Regions from separate parts of the Gossypium arboreum genome. Here region 1 is linked to region 2. The links are chromatin contacts, called in public Hi-C maps. All regions are on one chromosome and are shown on one strand. Each heading gives the region's core, a stretch centred on a gene start, on an enhancer-like site or on the middle of the called end of the contact. The rest is flanking DNA. Distances are from core to core; before and after follow the strand shown. Region 1 holds the start of LOC108484242 (probable leucine-rich repeat receptor-like protein kinase At1g68400). Region 2 holds the start of LOC108485413.

Region 1 (6,152 bases), core at 242-2,741, 790 kb before region 2:
GGAGCCGCTCCGCCTTTGCAATTTGGTGGTGGACCCACTTTTTGTTTCCATTGCTTCCGTTTGGGTTCCATCGGAGAAACACTTGTACTTGTAGCAGCACCACGTGATGGTCACCAGTGCAGCCATAACCGCCACCACGTCGACAGCGACGATCATCAGCACCACCCCATTGCTTAGCCTCTTGCTTTGGGGATGACGAATCTTTTGTTTTATGGTCGCGGGAAGGGCCGTCCGATTGAAACAATCGGACTGCAGAGGTTGGCCGCAGAGGTCCTTGTTCCCTTCGAAGGAAGAGACCGGGAAACGAGACATCCAAGCCGGAATCTCGCCGGAGAGTTTGTTTTCCGAAACGTTAAAATCGGACATGGAAGAAAACGAGGCAATCGAGTTGAGGGGGCCAGTGAAGGAATTGGACTCGAGCCGAAGAGTCAACAAGAAAGGCAACTGAGTCAACTCGGTCATCGGGATTTCGCCATGGAAATTGTTGTGCGAAAGGTCAAGACGGTGGAGCCGCCGGAGAGTGGATATTCCGACAGGGAATGTTCCGGAGAAGAGGTTTTGACGGAGGTAAAGATGCCTTAAGTAAAGCCACGAAGACAAGTTAACGGCAGAGGAAGAGAAAAAGCGGTTATTCTTAAGGCTGAGGAGTCTTAGGTAAGAAAGGTGATGCAGTGAGTGAGTTGAACCAGAAAGGTTTAGGTTCTCAAGAACGAGTCGTGTAACTCGGTGAGTGGAAGGGTTACATGTGACGCCATACCAAGAATCAATGCAAGGATTAGATGAGTTAACCCATGAGGAAAGCGAGTTCGAAGGGTCGAAAACAGAGTCTTTGAAGGACAATAAAGCGTTAAAATCAACACTGCATTGACCCAAAGAGAAAAACAAGAAGTAAACCATGAACAACATTTGTATAGCTTTAGCCGTTTCTGTTGCTCTGTAACTTTTCCCGAGAAAAATGAGGAGGGAAAAAATCCAGGAGAGAATAAATAGGCGTTACAGAATGGGGAATTTGTGAGGCAAGTAGCCGTTGATATATGATGAGGAGAAGAAGAAGGTGACACGTGAGGAAGGAGCGTAGAACACGCGCGCGCTTGCAATAAAAACCAAACACGAGATTAGGTCAGGTTCGTGGTGATGCAATGAAGGGGCAGAGCATAGATGAAAAGGATTGCCCCGATTCTACACGCGTAATCTATACTTATAGACCATATTTGTTTTTACATAAAAATATTAAGAATCCAACACTGCTGAAATATATTGGGAAGAAATCAAGGACCCAAAAAATGAATTTAACCTAGTAAAATTCAAGCGCTCCAAAAACCAATTCCATAGTGGGGGATTAAGACTTGTTTGTAAATAATAGGAACTGCCAGAGGATTCCAGCAATTGCTGAAATAGACAACCTTATCCCTCACTTTCTCTAAGCACCACCAGAGCCTCGGATAATATATGTATATAGTTTTTTAATCTAAGTTCTACTATGGAAGGTCCCTTTTTTCATTTTCTGGATTTGAGTTGGGCATGAGTCGGCTCGCCTGAAATATAGGAGGGTTTGGATAAAAATATAAGCTTAAAAATGGGTTTAGGCAAAAAAAATAAGTCCCATTTAGGGTAAGGCATTTTTAGCCGGGCCCGGCCCAGATTCACTACATGACAAAAAATCTTTTTTTTTTTTAATATTATTTTCTTATTATTTTCTCCTTATTTTACTATTATTTTACTATTATGTTATTCTTATTTTGTTGTTATTATTTGAATATTGTATAAAACTTATTTTATTATTAATTTTCTTTATTTTAAAGACATTTTTAATTTTGTTATTATTTTAGAAACATTTGCTTGTTAAGTTGCATTTATTTTAGTGTTATTTAAGTATATATGTTTTTTAAAATTTATTTTCAATTTGTTGAGAAATATCTATTTGATGTTTTTAGTATTTTTGATGGTTTATATATATTTTAAAATTATATAAAAAAATAATATAAAAATTAATATGGACGGGCCGGGTCGGGCTCGAGTTTTAATATTTTTATTTGGGTCGGGTTTGAGCAAAATTTTGGGCCCATTTTTTGAGCCAGACCGAGCTCGAGCCTAACAAACGGACCTAAATTTTTAGTTGGGCCTGACCCGGCCCATGCACACTTCTAAGTTCTAGCGTGTATGCAGAATTATATCAGCCGTAAAAATATTTGTTGACTAAGAGAGTTTTGTTATCATCCAAATAATAGGATGAGTTTGGATATCAATGAAAATATAATTATTAAAATAGTAGGTTTTTGTAATTATAAATTTTTGGAATAATGATTTATTCAGTTTTTTAATTTTATAAAAAAATAATTTTATATTTTCTTTAATTTTTAAATGTTTATTATTTATCAAATTATCTCAAAATTGATGAAAATGTTAACTCGACAATCCACGTGGATTTCATCCATGTCAACAATCAATTAATTTTTAAAATTTTAAAATTTAAAAATATAATTATTTTAAAAAATTAAAATTATTTAAACAAGTATAAAAAGTATAATTTTTTAAAAAATTAATTAATTGTTACATCGACTCTTGAACGCCAATGTGGATACCACATCGGAAAGTTATCATTTATTTTTTGGTGATTTGACAAGTAATGCAAATTCAAGGACTAGAACAGTGAAAATTAAATAGAAAGCTAAAATGATTTTTGTGTAAAGTTGTAGAACCAAATAAGTTATTATGCCTAAATTATTTTAAATCTTTAAACATGTTTGACTCATGAGAATCTAATTACATTGTAACTCCTTTATCTCATGTTGGTATTATAAATTATAATTTCACAACTACATATTTTTAAAATTATTAAAAAGCTGTTATAAAATAAAGAGAGATGGAGATAATAAAGAACAAAGAAAATATTAAAGTAATAGAGAATGTACTTTATTGATCAAAAGAGATGATTACAATGCTTCATCAAAGTCTCTATTTATAGGCATAAGAAGTATAATAGAAGTAGAGATCTATTCTAATAACTATTAGAATTTAAAGTATATTAAAACTTTATCTTGATCATGATGGACATCCACTTAATAAGATATTCATAATACTCCCTCATAGAAGTAGAGATCTATTCTAGTAACTATTAGAATTTAAAGTACATTAAAACTTTATCTTGACTATGATGGACATCCACTTAATAAGATATTCATAACACTCCCCCTTGGATGTCCATTGATAGATAATGTGTCTCGTTAAAACCTTATTAAGAAAAACCCTATAAGATAAAAACCTAATGAAGGAAAAAGAGTACACAATCTATAATACGCATAATATGCTGCCTCATTAAAAACCTTACCAGGAAAATCCAATAGGACAAAGCATTGATTAAGGGAAAAAGAGTGCAACGCGTATTTACTCCCCCTCATGAAAACATCACATATTTTCTCATATTCTACATATTCAATCTTAAATACTAGTTTTTACCATTCTTTTAAAAGTCACGAGTGAGAAAAATTTGAAAAAATATATTTTGATCTTTTCAGGAGATTAAAAAATAATCATAATAAACTTTAATCATGCTTTTTTTTATAAAAACACAAATAAGTATTTTGGATCATTTTATAATCCTTCTTCAACTACTATTCACTAAGTCGAATTTACCACATATGTTTAAATTATTTCAATTCATATAAATGAATAATTTCTCGAGAATTTTAATAAGCTTCTAGCATCCTAAATCCTTTAAGGGTGTTAATATAAACTTTACTATATAGCGATTCATAAAAAGTTGTAACAACAACCATTAGACGCAAGTTAAATCTTTTATGAATTGTCAATTTAATACTATATCTAAAGGTTATTGCATCCACTACAAAAGAATATTATATCTTTTCATAATCAATGCCAGGACTTAGCGAAAAACTTTATATTTTATTTTGCTTTTGCAAAACTACTTCAATTGCACCATCACTGGCTTTATACCTTTAGATATTTGTACTACTGGTCCAAAAACTCCACGAATTTAATTGTACTTGAGTTGCGTCTTTCTATTTTGATCAATTTATTCCATATTTATATTTCTCAATAGATTTATTTAAGATCTTCTTTTTATTTCATTATTTCAATAATAATATTGCATGCAAAATCATTGTCGACCACTTTAATTATTTGGTTCTACATTTTTTCGAATTGACATAACTTATCGAGATCTCTTATTTTCATTTTTTTAAAATCTAGTTTCAGGTACCTGAATCTCTTTTGGAGTTTTACTTATAAGTTATGTCTTAGGTCTCTTCTGGAGCACTCGCTTCCACTACATGACCATGTAGAAGAATTTTCATCTTTGGAACTGATCAATCTATTATTTATTCTAACTGATTGTCCTATTGGAATGCTAGTTCCAATTAAAATATTAACTTAGTTATTCTCATTAATTTTGTAAATACATCTGATAGTTAACTTGTAATGAGTTATAATTGTTGAGCTTCTAGTTCAAATTACTCTCCCCCTAACTCATTACAAGTTATTATTTCTCTCCCCCTAATATCAAGAAACTATCGAATCAAAATTGTAATCACAAATCATGTCATAATTGAATCTCAAATACATTCAAAACATCTAATAATACATATTCCCAACTTTCTTTAAAGATTCACTCATATTTGTGGGTTGTGGTGGAGCAATTAGAACATATACACATACAAAAAAATTCAAATATGAGAAATATTTAGATTTTGATCAAAAACCAATTGTAATGGAAAGTATCTATAACTTATTGGCTTGATGCGTACAACACGTAAATCAATATAATCTCATGTTGAAATAGAAAGTTTAGTTCTCATAAGTAATGGTTTAAACATTAATTAGAGGTGTTTAATCAATAATTTCTCTAAACCATTATGCACAAACTTTTACAAAAGTTTTTCAAACTCAATCAATAAAAGACTGAGATATAAACTCATCAGTATTAGCAAGATGAATTGTCTTTATTGCATGATTTGAAATTAATTATTTAAACAAGCAATCTTGCAAATGACAGGTTGCAAGTTGATAATACATACCTGTTTATTTTGTAGATGCATCTACAAAAATCATATAAAACCATCGACATGGTGGATGAATGGGCCTATATTCATTTTAGAAATGCAAGACATTAAATCTCAACTTTAGCTAGTGAGTTTCTAATAACCAAATTTTATTGAGAACAAGCAACAAATGAAAATTCTTTAAATTAAAGAATCTTCTAGTTTTTTAATAGATGTCTATATGAATTCTCAATTAATTTTTGCATCATATACTATCCAGGATGGTCTAACTGGTTACGCCAAGTAGTAAACACATTTGTATTAGTAAACTTATGGTTTACTTTAACATGTGTTTCAATTATAGTAAATTGTAACAAATTGATAATTTTATTATCATTCCTTTTAATTTTTATCCACATATAAGTACTATTGTGACATTTACTACTGGAAATGTCTAAATCAATATGAAGTCTATAATGCCACCAAGTCAATAAATATATTTTTCAAATAATTATATGCAGTATTTGCTTCAAAGAATATGCCAAAATCTTCAAATGCCCAAAAATCTATTAGTAGCAAACTTTGAGAGTGGATCTTATTTTTCAAGTGTACAATAGGTACATAACTAATGACTTTTCATAAATAAGTTTTTTTTCTTGCAAGTTCTCATTAGCAATATTTTACCATATAATTTTAATTGATAACTTATTCTGAATATTGTAGAGTTATACCCACAGTTTAAAAAAAATTTCAACTTTAGGTCACTGCAGCAAAATAGGTTTTTAGTGGCGTTTTTTTGCCCTATAGCGGCTTTTTTATAAGCGCCGCAAAAAATGCCGCTATAGATAACACCGCTAAAATTTGAAAAAACGTCGTTAAAGAACATGACCTTTAGCGGTGCTTTCCCCAAAAACGCCATTACCTATGGCAGCCTTGGAAACCTTGAGCTCTCCCTTAAGCTCATTGATCATTTCGAGCTCCCCTTTAAGCTCATTGATCTTCTCTTTCAAAGCTGTTACCATAGCCTTGAGAGCATCATCCTTCCTATCCAGCTTATTTTCCGAGGAACCGATAGTATCCTACACATATTCCTTGAGTTGCTCCTGCATAGTCCGCAACCCATCAATGAGTCTATCATCGACATCGCAAATCCTC
Region 2 (6,413 bases), core at 3,241-5,740:
TCTTGAATTATTCCTTCTTTCTTAAAATTTTGTTTAATTCGTTGCTCTCTCTAATTTTCATATCCAGTTATTGAGATATTTGTTTATTATCTGTATTTTAACTTAAGATAGATTGCTGTTCTTTAGTTTTCGTGTTTTGGCTTAACAGAAGAATTGGTAATGATCAAGTTCTAAAAGGAAAATACCTTTTTTTCTTTTTGCCTGTATCTCATGGGATTATTTAAGTCTTAATAGCTGTTCATTTTCTGCTTTAACATATAAATTAATTGATGATGAATTGAATTTCTTATTTTAATCTATTTGTTATTCTGTTGTAAATTTGCAGGTTATTTGTGAGAAATACTAGTGGGAAGTCAAAATGCAGGCTTGTAATGGAGCTGCAATGATGGGTTCTTTGCAACAGCCCATATGGGTCAAAGGGAATAGACCAATTTTTCCTTTAAAAGGGTATGGTCTTAAGCTCAACTCTGTCAAACCCTGTAGAGCTCAACTTGAAAGCAGCTTGGTTACTGGAAAGCCTCCCTCTTCGGACTCATTCCCTGTGGTCGAAACCCGATTTGTGGACCATGGCCTCAGTGAAGCCGATCCCGAGGTTCGTGCTATTATTAACAAGGAGAAAGAGAGGCAATTCAAAAGCCTTGAGCTTATTGCCTCAGAGAACTTTACATCCCGAGCAGTAATGGAGGCAGTTGGGTCATGTCTCACAAACAAGTATTCCGAAGGACTACCTGGTAAAAGGTATATCGAGTTAAGCTAAATGCATAGAGATGTGATCTTTGTGTTTTTGGATTTATTATTTGCAGCTAATGATCTTAATTTTTATTGCAGGTACTATGGGGGCAATGAGTACATTGATGAACTTGAAATACTTTGCCAAAAGAGGGCTTTGGCAGCATTTCATTTGGATGAAAATAAGTGGGGCGTTAATGTTCAACCATTGTCTGGTTCTCCTGCTAATTTTGAGGTTTATACAGCAATTCTTAATCCGCATGATCGAATAATGGTAAGATACTTCTGCCGAACTCTGCTGCTGTAACTTAGTTCTCTCTGTTCGATAGTGCACATATAAATGATTCTTAATGTAACTGGTATAGGGTTTGGACTTACCACATGGCGGACATTTGTCACATGGATTTATGACTCCTAAAAGACGTGTATCTGGTACATCAATCTATTTCGAGTCAATGCCTTATCGGCTTGATGAATCCACAGGTAACTCATCGTTATTGTTAAGACTTAATTCGTTTAGTGGTTGGTATGCTTGCTTGGTGGTTGATTTGATTTGTCTTAAATTTGGAACAGGCCTAGTTGATTATGACATGCTTGAGAAAACAGCTACCCTCTTTCGACCAAAACTCATAATCTGTGGTGCCAGTGCATATCCTCGAGATTTTGATTATCCTCGCATGAGGAAGGTAAGCATTGATGTGCTTGTTGGTTGTGCTATATAGTCTGCCGTACTTTACTATCATTTAGTGACTTTTTTTAAGCATTTAACTTAATTGGAATTGATATCTGTTGGAAGATCGCAGATGCTGTTGGTGCATTTCTCATGATGGATATGGCTCATATAAGTGGCCTTGTTGCCGCTTCTGTAGTTGCTGACCCCTTTGAATATTGTGATATCGTGACAACAACCACACACAAGGTTTGGGATGAATATTTTCAAATGCTGTCTTGAACCATATGCATGTTAAATTCACTTCACATAGTGCTAGTTTTGCTTGTTGAAACATTAATATTTAAGGTAACTTGAGAAAATCTACTACCTTGTAGCATGGTAAATCTCGCTTGATTCTTTCCCTATTTCACTTGCCCTTGTGTAGCGAAGAATGTCTTCACGTTGTTTTGATCATGATTTACTTATCATGTGCATTAGAATTTAAATAAGCTGCTTTGCCAATAATCTCACTGATACTTGTGTGTTCCAAATAGTACTATTACTTTGTTTGTGTTAATATGTTCGTTTGAATAACCTACTTGATTTTCTTTACTCATTTCCAGTCTTTGAGAGGTCCAAGAGGTGGCATGATCTTCTTCAAGAAGGACCCTGTTCTTGGAGTTGATTTGGAATCTGCTATCAATAATGCTGTTTTTCCAGGTTTACAGGTTAGTTTGATTGGTCTCCTTTGCTCCTATTACTAATCTGAATTCCCCATTCCATCCTTCTGCCGGCTTTCAAGTTATGGAACTAGTTATATCATGAGAAGCATAATGTTTGTATATGCAGGGTGGACCTCATAACCACACAATTGGAGGACTAGCAGTTTGCTTGCAACATGCACAATCACCCGAGTTCAAGGCTTACCAGAATCAGGTACTTTCCTTCAAAGATGAGTAATAAAAAAAAAAAAATGCACAGTTATGTGGTGATTAAGTCAAAATATGGGTACTTCATGCTGCAGGTAGTGTCTAATTGTAGAGCTCTTGCAAGCCGATTGGTTGAACTTGGCTATACACTAGTTTCTGGTGGTAGTGATAATCACCTTGTGCTTGTGGATCTAAGGCCATTGGTAAGTTACCATCTCTGTGAGACATGCAAACTTGAGTGGCATTTAGAAATTGACTCAAAACTGAAAACCTGACTCAACTCGACCAACCTTACACAATTTGGCTATAAAAAGTCAACAATCTGAATCCACCCAACCCAAATACAAATTGATCTGAACTCGAATTTGACCTGAACCCAAAATAACTTGGCGCAAAATGCACTAAATAGCCCCAACCTAAATAACTTGAACCTTAAACTGACAAACCTAAAAATTCAAAAACCCAAATAAACCTGATCAAAACCAACCTGATCTGCCCAATTGACAAGTCTAGAGGCGTAGGATCTCTTGTTTTTTTTATTCTCTTGTAGACACCCTAAACTCCTTTTGCCTCCTTTATATCAATGAACTTCTCCTGCAACAGGGTATTGATGGGGCTCGGGTGGAGAAAATACTTGACATGGCCTCTATCACCTTGAACAAAAATTCGGTGCCTGGTAAGTTCTTCCTTATTCCCCTTTTTTACCATTCATTTATAATTAACTTTTTCCCTTTTTATACCAATCCTTGATACATCTTAAAATTTGCAGGGGATAAGAGTGCACTTGTGCCGGGTGGCATTCGCATTGGATCGCCTGCAATGACTACCAGAGGATTTACAGAAAAGGAATTCACGGCTATTGCTGATTTCATCCATGAGGGCGTGCAAATCACTATTGAGGCTAAGGGATTAGCTTCTGGATCAAAGGTCCAAGAGTTCTTGAAGTTTGTCTCGTATCCTGATTTTTCGTTGACGGATAAGGTGTCCAATCTTCGTAGTAGAGTCGAAGCACTTACCACCCAGTTTCCCATACCCGGCGTATGAGTGAGGTTTAATTAGTAATGAGAGACCTGGGAACATTATTATATCATAACATGGTGAAATCCAACACTGATTTCTTCCATAGATTTATGAAAATTTGAGATGTAGTGATGAAAGGGGATGAGTAACGTAGGACTTAAACGTTGGTTTATGATGACAACCAGCAATAATTTTATCACTTTAAATGTGGTTTCTCTACAATATTAATACATATTATAATTAATTCATTATGATTCTATTTTCTTGGAAAAAATAACTTTTTAATTGACGATATTTTAAATTTATAAGTGGATCGATTAGTCACGCATTTCAATTTTAATATTTTTACTTTTAACCCTAGAATGTAGTATATTTTTGGAATTTAATTGATAACCCTCAAAGTTTTTTATTTTATTTTATTTTAGATAGAGGGTTTGTTCAAAATAAGTATAACCTAACTCAAAATATAAAATTTTAAAATTATATTTAATACAATAAAATATTTATTAGATTTATTTGTGTTTTCAATTTAATAAATTATAATAGTGTTTTTAAATATGAATACCTTTTCATGTGTTAGAAAAGTTTTATTTTAGCATTTTTTAGTATATTATATATATTTTTTAAATTTTATTTTTAAACAAAAATTAATCTAAAAAATCAAACATGGGAAGTCGAGTCAAGTCCGAGTTTATTTTTCTTAAATTAAGAGCTTGAGCAAAAAAGTAAATTCATTTTTGAGTCGAACTTAACTCAATTTAACTCATGAGCACATCTAATGATTAGATTTAATATTACTATTTAAAAGTAAAGTAATAAAGTTAATCACGAACAATTTTCTAAAAGGATATTACTTAATCCAACTTAATTAAATTTTTTGTCGAAATTATTGGACTTCAATTAAGAGTAAAAAGATTATTATTATTTTAAAAATAATAAAATATAAAATGCTAAATATGCAAATAATATAGAAACTGATAGCAAACTTAGACTTAAATATTAAAAAAAATTAGAGTACCCAAATATTAATTTAATCATACAATCTATATTACATTCACAAGAAGGCCGAAAGAAAAAAGGTCCATTTTCTAAGAAAAAAGCCCAAACATTTGAGAAAGCTCAGCCTTAAACCCTTAACCCGAAACAAAGGGCCTATATATAATCATCTTTTACCCAATTTAGGGTTTCAAATAAACTCTGTCTCACACTCCTCCGCTTCGTTTTGTTTCTGCTGCTTCGTTTCCGTTTAGGGGAAAACCATATCGTAATCTCTTTAGGATCTCACTGCGAGGTAGGAGGCACCAGTGATAATTACTTTTTATATCCATAGGAAGATATTTCCTTCTCTGGGTTTTTCTTTTTTCGGGATTTAATCCGTTTATTCGTTGAAGATTCCTTGAAACAAATTTTTTTTGAAACGATGTTGGAAATGATGAGAAAATTTAATATTATCACAGTTATCCCTGTCTGATTTCCAGTGCTGATAATGTGTTCTCTGACACAACATTCGTATTATTTTTTCTTTTAATAAATGTATTTAATATTTCTTCAAGTTTTGTTTTTGTTGATTTTAGTTCTTCGTATGCTATAATTTTTTGTTTTGAAGTTGCAGATTCAACCTAATGGCGAAGAAGGGTTCTTCAACGACGCCTTCTAGAAAAGCAGAAAATAAAAAAGAAGAATCTATTCCAGAACAGAAGAATTCAGCTTCTAAAATGGCTGGTAACGAAATCGACGAGATATTTGCAGGTAAAAAGAGGAAGAAACCCGACCCTAAAGGGTCCGAGAAACCGAACGGCGAGGAAATTTCAAAACCCAAATTGTCGAAAAAGAAGAGTAAAAAGAGTAAAGAAACCAACAGGGAAGGAGGATTCAATGAACCTTCTTCTCGGCCTCGGAAAAGAACGGCAGATGGTTTTGCAATTTACACTGAAGAAGAATTGGGTATTAGTAAATCTGGTGCAGGAAGTACGCCACTTTGCCCATTTGATTGTGATTGTTGTTTTTGATAAATGGGGTTTTGGTGTTAATTTAGTCTTTGTTACTTTAATTTTCAAATTTCAGAAATTTGAGGGTTTTAGGCTAAATATGATTGTTGTATAACGCAAGGCATGAAGTTTTTACATGAAATGCAAATTTTGATTCATTCTCTTCCATGAGCTGACTTTTTTGTTTATTTTGGTTACTAATCACACGAAAAATTTCAAAACAAAACTATTTGTTCTATTTGAGCTACAGATTGCGGGTGTTTTGTCAAGAAGGAAGCTAGTTGTAAGGGTGCTTCCCCATAAACAATAATTAGATCACCACATTCTGGCACATTAAAGTAATGGTGTTTGATACGAGACTTATTAGAGCAGTTGCATCTACTTATACTTGTATATATTAATAATACCAAGTCCAGAGTTCTGCTTCCACGCTTGTTGCCTGTGGTATGTGTCGATATGATTCTTTTACCCAATTTCCATTGTGATCCCTAATAACAACTTCAGCTCCTCCCCTGCCAGGATTCCTCGTTGCCGAGTTTATTTTACACCAAGGTTGGGTTTCCTCCATCTCAAGAACTTAACAGGATAGGCTACTCAGTAGTTGCACGTTCGAGAAATTTGTCTAGCCTACAAGGACTGTTAAAAGTTTTGGCAAAGATGAGATGGAAGGGTATTGTGGGTTTTGTGTACCAGTTCTTGTCGTTGAGGTTATTGTCAAGTCATACATGATAATACCATTCCTGGTTCTGCACTCGTCCAACGTTGTTATAATCCAAAACTCATACGCACTGCCTAATGTAAACTTTCTAGATTCTGTGTAATTTTCAAACAAGCGCATACCTTCCTTCAGCAGTTGTAATTGGCGTACTATACAGTACACTAAGGTTGAGTTGGCAGTTGAAATGAGAAGCTTTCACATATATTCCGGAAATATCATTTCCTATTCGTCTCTCCTTAAGGGTCTCCCAATCCTGATCAATTACACAACCAAAACTTAGTCAAGCGGTTAACCCATCGTATCCCCTCGACTTGTTTTTCTTAGAGCTCCCCACGTTGGCGGCACACTAAAATTTGCACTTGTAGTGACTTGGTTGG

The links. Hi-C and Micro-C count contacts between places; a contact is called where the count stands out from the background.
Region 1: a contact with region 2 is called in a Hi-C map of leaf, with 2.0 times the contacts expected there. The contact joins the promoter of LOC108484242 here to the promoter of LOC108485413 in region 2. A contact is called at or near these places in 2 of 5 Hi-C or Micro-C datasets (both in leaf).

What each region holds. Positions count from the first base shown.
Region 1 is chr6:110,730,339-110,736,490 of ASM2569848v2, reverse strand. It overlaps LOC108484242 (probable leucine-rich repeat receptor-like protein kinase At1g68400), which reads right to left and starts at 1,491. Exons shown (of 2, transcript XM_017787960.2): 1 at 1-1,491. The coding sequence starts at 906.
Region 2 is chr6:109,946,609-109,953,021 of ASM2569848v2, reverse strand. LOC108485413 reads left to right here and starts at 4,490. Exons shown (of 2, transcript XM_017789248.2): 1 at 4,490-4,621; 2 at 4,943-5,486. The coding sequence starts at 4,953. The coding sequence ends at 5,339. It overlaps LOC108486534 (serine hydroxymethyltransferase 3, chloroplastic-like), which reads left to right. Exons shown (of 11, transcript XM_017790637.2): 2 at 326-738; 3 at 829-1,003; 4 at 1,095-1,212; 5 at 1,303-1,415; 6 at 1,526-1,648; 7 at 2,005-2,109; 8 at 2,231-2,317; 9 at 2,406-2,513; 10 at 2,914-2,986; 11 at 3,080-3,607. The coding sequence starts at 359. The coding sequence ends at 3,354. LOC128294589 (small nucleolar RNA R38) reads left to right here and starts at 4,752; the gene lies at 4,752-4,836.